Regions from separate parts of the Sus scrofa genome. Here region 2 is linked to region 1. Evidence: chromatin contacts called from public HiChIP or PLAC-seq data. All regions are on one chromosome and are shown on one strand. Each heading gives the region's core, a stretch centred on a gene start, on an enhancer-like site or on the middle of the called end of the contact. The rest is flanking DNA. Distances are from core to core; before and after follow the strand shown. Region 1 overlaps UBAC2 (ubiquitin-associated domain-containing protein 2). Region 2 has its middle 26 kb from the start of TM9SF2.

What was found. HiChIP or PLAC-seq counts read pairs in DNA pulled down with a chosen protein or histone mark.
Region 2: a contact with region 1 is called in an H3K27ac HiChIP or PLAC-seq map of alveolar macrophages. The contact joins two enhancer-like sites. A contact is called at or near these places in 2 of 47 Hi-C or Micro-C datasets (fetal liver and liver) and 1 of 2 datasets of contacts at active chromatin or transcription factors (alveolar macrophages).

Annotation. Positions count from the first base shown.
Region 1 is chr11:68,223,250-68,225,949 of Sscrofa11.1, reverse strand. The region is part of intron 5 of UBAC2 (ubiquitin-associated domain-containing protein 2); the gene reads right to left. Among named protein-coding and RNA genes, the nearest start is that of GPR183, 24 kb to the left of the region's middle. Within about 2 kb of position 1,254, at least 12 of the 83 cell types and tissues checked have an H3K27ac peak or open chromatin away from gene starts, as enhancers often do. A contact at or near this core is called in alveolar macrophages, where this site is marked.
Region 2 is chr11:68,380,765-68,383,464 of Sscrofa11.1, reverse strand. No RefSeq gene overlaps it. Among named protein-coding and RNA genes, the nearest start is that of TM9SF2, 26 kb to the left of the region's middle. Within about 2 kb of position 1,309, at least 1 of the 83 cell types and tissues checked has an H3K27ac peak or open chromatin away from gene starts, as enhancers often do. A contact at or near this core is called in alveolar macrophages, where this site is marked.

The DNA of each region.
Region 1 (2,700 bases), core at 5-2,504:
ACCCCTCAACTGAAACATAAGCGCCACTGGGCAGAGACTGACTGACTGCGACTCCGGGCGTCTCTGAGCACAGCACCTTCCATGTAGATAACGCTCAAAAAATATGTCGACTACAGATCACCAAATATTAGCTGAGGATACTATAGGACTAGCACCATTCAAGGATGATAGATTAGACAGCAATCAACGACTACGGTATGTTTGGTACTGAACTGTTAATCCTGGAAAATGTATTAGGTTGGAAACTGGAATGACATTTAAATTAGTCAAGATTTCTTTTCCGAAAAGAAAGTTTTCTATTGAGAATGGACTAGGACTGCCGCCAGCCTCCCCTCTTGTTCCACATACAAAGAAGCAACAGACGACTACATTTATTTAACTTTTCCCTGATAACATGTATCCAAACTTAGAGAAAGCTCTGCAACACAGGAGTTGTCAGAGAAGAAACTGTGTGAGAGGGTCGTGTACGTGGGAAAATACACAATTTTCTTTTATTTTTCAACAGTTTATCTTGCTTCCAAACGGTTACGCCCTCCCCTTTTCTTTATTTGCACGTGTACGACATTGCTGCTCACTGTTGACAGCGCTGGGCTCTTCAGAGGTCCTGTCTCCTCCAGGGAACTGCAAGCCACTCTTAGGCAGGAACCGCACCACCTTGTCTCACGTGGTACCCACCACAATGGGTCCAAGCACTCAGATAATTTTTGATTGGCTTTCACAGTTTTCTCAGAGTGTGAGAACGTTTATTTCTGGTTTCCACATCTTGTAAGAATGACTTTTCCCATGCAGGTTTTGAGAAGAAAAATGTGTGTCAGAATGAAACTATACAGAGGCTACAAAAAGTTTTAATCCTACTCTACAAAAAAGTAGCATTTTGATGTGTTCTTGTTGCCTGAGTTCCATAGTTTTCCCCTTAAGTCCTATACTGAAGCATCAGCTTTTTTGTAAACACATAGTGAAAATACATGGGGTTACTGCCTGTATTGGGGTTTAAAAAATTCAAAGTGAACTATACTACTGGTCTATCATATAATTCAAAGAAGTCCTAGTTTTGAGTCCCAACAATCTGGTAAGGGCTCTAGCTGAGACAGAGCCTTCAATGGGGTCTGAACTCATACACTCAGGTCCCCAGAGACCCAGGGAGGGGGACCCTGAGAGGAGAGACCGACCCCGGGAGGAGAGACGCATGGAGAGGTCGGTCAATTAAAGGCAGGGCAAGGCGGAGGGATAGTATAGGTCTTGGCCGTGAAGAATTTAGGAAGCAAGTGGCAAAATGAAAAAGAAAGAGAAAGTGTCCCATTAGAGAGCCAGTTGTCGAATGACTTGAAGTTTGCAGGTTCAACAAAATGCTAAAAGGGTGATGGGTATGTGGTGTTCGTTACACACTTCTCTCTGCACTCATGTATGTTTGCAATTTTCTGTAATAAATTAAAACGATTGGTAAGTGTGGTCTCTAACACATTTCCCATCCTGCTGTTACATCAGAGGTGGAAGCAGAAATCAAGGGATGGATTCAGAAGGGACTGAAAAGGAGAGGCAGGTGGAGGCACGAGGAGGGCCACCTCAACTGACCTACAAGAAGTCCTAGTAGGAGATGGCTTTTGGTGACAAAGTCACCAGCCAAGAAGAGGTTATTCCAGAAATCGGCATAAAAAGACTGTCAGGGTTTCATAGACACATACACGCACAGGCTTAATGCTCCATGAGTAAGCTGATCTAACACAGACAGCTGCTTCCTTTCCCTCAATCCATGACCCAGTTCAAATCTAAATGGTTCCAATTCAGGTATGCTGCTCCCTAGAAACACATCTGAAGTCAAAGATAAAAGTTACATTCTTCAGATGACCAGTTCTGCCAGCCAAGGTTCACTGCCACGTAACAGAACCCCCTTGAGCTGTTTGGGGCAGGGAAGGAGTACACAGAGCTAGGTGCTTATAAAATTCTCAAAGGTCCAGAAGAGCAGACCCAGGCTGTGCCTCCGGGAACAATATATAAGGACTGATCGACCATGAAAGCTGCGTCCTCTGGCACATTCAGGGCACTGGGAACCAGGAAGTCTTCACATCATTTCAGCAGAATCAAGGAATCGGGAAGCTGTCTGAACTGTCAGCTCAGGGCCCTGCTGGGTCTGTAGAAATGGACTGGCCAAATGGCCTCCTCATGTGCTGCTGCCTTAGCTTGCACTGATCTCAAGCTCCATTCAAGTTCTTCCGAGTGTCAGAACCTAAATCATATCCAGAACTCTGGATGCAAGAGTTGAAGAATGACAGCGTGCAGCTTTCCAACTTCTGTTTTACGTGGAGATACATGAGGAGGACCTGAGCAGACAATGAGCAAGCCAGTCCAAGCATATTCATCCTAGCATACAAAATATTGCAATACCAAAAGGGAGGATGGAGTGTCTAAAAAAGAGGGAGAAATTTAAGAGGTATCATAGCCAAATGTAAAACCAGATATAGAGGGCTTTTCTGAAGAGGAAAAATGGAATATGGGAGAAATTTGAATATAATTTTGGTATTATGTAATATTAAGGAATTTTAAATAATTTTGTTGGGTTAAAGAAGTATGTTTATATGAGCAAAAGTCATTACCTTTTTTTTTTTTTTTTTTTTTTGCTTTTTAGGGCTGCACCTGCGGCATATGGAGGTTCCCAGGCTAACGATCTAATCAGAGCTGTAGCTGTTGGCCTATGCCAGAGCC
Region 2 (2,700 bases), core at 60-2,559, 160 kb before region 1:
CCGAGATAGCAGGGCAAAATGAAAAACACTTGATTTCTGGGGAAATCTGAAAAAATCTTCGAGTTGCATTTGCAAGATTAATCTTGCTGTAGTGGGTGTGGAAAAAAAAAAAAAAAAGACAAGAACAAGAAAGGCAGGGTGACATCCAAAATCTTGAATAACCTGTATTATACACCACGGAGGCCGCTCCAACAAGCAGCTGCCATAATTACAGGGAGAGCCAGGTGGTGGCAGGTAAACACAGCCTTGCAAAGCCAGGTCCCACAGGGCCTGGGGGTTGGGAGGTGTTGCAGCCCCAAGAGGAAGCTGGTGGGTAGATGCCTCCCCCCGCCAATGCCTTACCTGGAGCCAGAGCGGCAGATGGGGTGGGTGAAAGGCACTTGGTGGACTCAGGCGTCCCCTAGCAAGCAACCAGCACTGTAGGAATTCCACACTTGAACAACTGGCACAGCTGTAGCAGTGCCTGCCGGCTGATGGGAGTCCTGATTGAGAACCACCCGAAAGGGAGAATGAGCTACTACTACCTGCCGAGCCCTGGCTATCATGGCCAACACCTGGTAAATACTGCATACATGTTAGCTGCTGTCACAGTGCTGCATTCCTGCTCACGCAAGCAAAAGAGCACACAGCCTAGAGGTTCCTTGAGGAAAGCATGGAAATAGGGTGTGGCCACGACGCCTTTCTTTTTTTCTTTCTTCCCTTCTTGTACAGAAAGAGGCTTGGCATCATTAGTCTCACTGTCCCTTTCCCCCAAATCTGCCAATTAGCTCTCGCCTCCCTCATCAGGCCTCTGGTCTTTGGTGCGGAGATGGGGACAGAGAAGAAGGGACTGCAAGGCTTCTGAACCTGGCAGGTGATCCCAGCCATGGAATGTCAGCATCGTCCTTCTAAACAACATTCACAGAAATATGTGTCCATACACAATTGGGACAGAGTCCGGGAGCTGGGGAAAAGCACCTCAGAAAAGCAGACACGAGAGTTCCTATTGTGGCTCAGTGGGTTAAAAACCCAGCACAGTGTCTACAAGGATTTGGGTTCGATCCCTGGCCTTGGTCAGTGGGTTAAGGATCCGGTGTTGCCATGATCTGTGGTGTAGACTGCAGAGATGGCTTGGAACTGGTGTTGCTGTGACTGCGGTGTAGAGCGGCAGCTGCAACTCCGATTCGACCCCTAGCCTGGGAACTTCCATATGCCACAGCTGCGGTCCTTAACAAAAAAAGAAAAAAGAAACTACTATATACCGGGGGCTTAAATAACAGACGTTTCTTTTTCTTTCTTCCTCTTTTTTTTCTTTTTAGGGCTGCCCCCGAGCCCATGGAGACAGAGGAAGTTCCGGTGTCTCTTCCTCTTCCTATGAGGGCAATTATTCCATCATGAAGGTCCTGAGCTTATGAGCCCATTTAAACCCCAATACTCTGAGTTACTTTAGTAACCAGAAGAAAAAAAAAAAATCTCATTATAAACAGGTATTTGCTTTGTGGACAGAAGAGTATTTTCCTTGAAACCCCTCACCAAGACACAATTCCACGAGAGAGGTATTATTAATTGCATATTACAGATAAAGAAACTTAGGATCAGAAAGTAATTTACTCATTTGTCTTACGCACTTGCCAGATTCAGGTGACCCCCTTCTCTGGAATAGGTATACTTTGATTCTCTCTCTCCCAGACTTTTTTTTTTTTTTTTTTTTTTTTTTTGAGCTCACAGCATGCGGGAGTTCCTGAGCCAGGTATCGAACCCACACCACAGTAACATCCACGCCACTGCAGTAACACCAGACCCTTAACCCACTGCACCACAAGAGAACTCCTCTCCTAAACTTTTCATTGTGGAAAAATTCAAATTACACATAAATTGAGAGAAGCTAGAAGAAACTTCCACGTACCCATCACCCAGCTATAAGAGTCACCAACTCATGGTATCTCTTCTTTCAACTAGGATGCTTTTATTTTTTTATTTTTTTTTTGTCTTTTTGCTATTTCTTGGGCTGCCCCTGCGGCATATGGAGGTTCCCAGGCTAGGGGTTGAATCGGAGCTGTAGCCACCGGCCTACGCCAGAGCCACAGCAACGCGGGATTCGAGCCGAGTCTGCAACCTACACCACAGCTCACGGCAACGCTGGATCGTTAACCCACTGAGCAAGGGCAGGGACCAAACCCTCAACCTCATGGTTCCTAGTCGGATTCGTTAACCACTGCGCCACGACGGGAACTCCCTAGGATGCTTTTAAACACAGGGAGATGGAAGTTTCTGCAGAATGATAAGTAGCAACTGGTCACATGGGTGGTGTAGTATGCCTTTCTTTTTTTTTTTTTTCTTTTTCTTTTTTCCTTTTAGGGCCACACCCGCAGCATATGGAAGTTCCCAGGCTAGGTATGGAATCGGAACTATAGCTGCCAGCTCAGGCTACAGCCACAGCAACGCAGGATCCAAGCCATGTCTGCAACCTACACCACAGCTCATGGCAACACTGGAGCCTTAACCCACTGAGCAAGCCAGGGATTGAACCAGCATCCTCATGGATACTAGTCGGGTTCATTATTGCTGAGCCACAATGGGAACTCTGCCTTTTATTTTCTGTCTCGAACAATTTGCTCAACAAAATCTAGCCTATATCTATGTAATTCTCCAGCTCCTTGCTCTGAGATGAATCTTCCAAATGTCTAAGCCCTTCAGGGACTCTGCTTATTTGATCTTAGG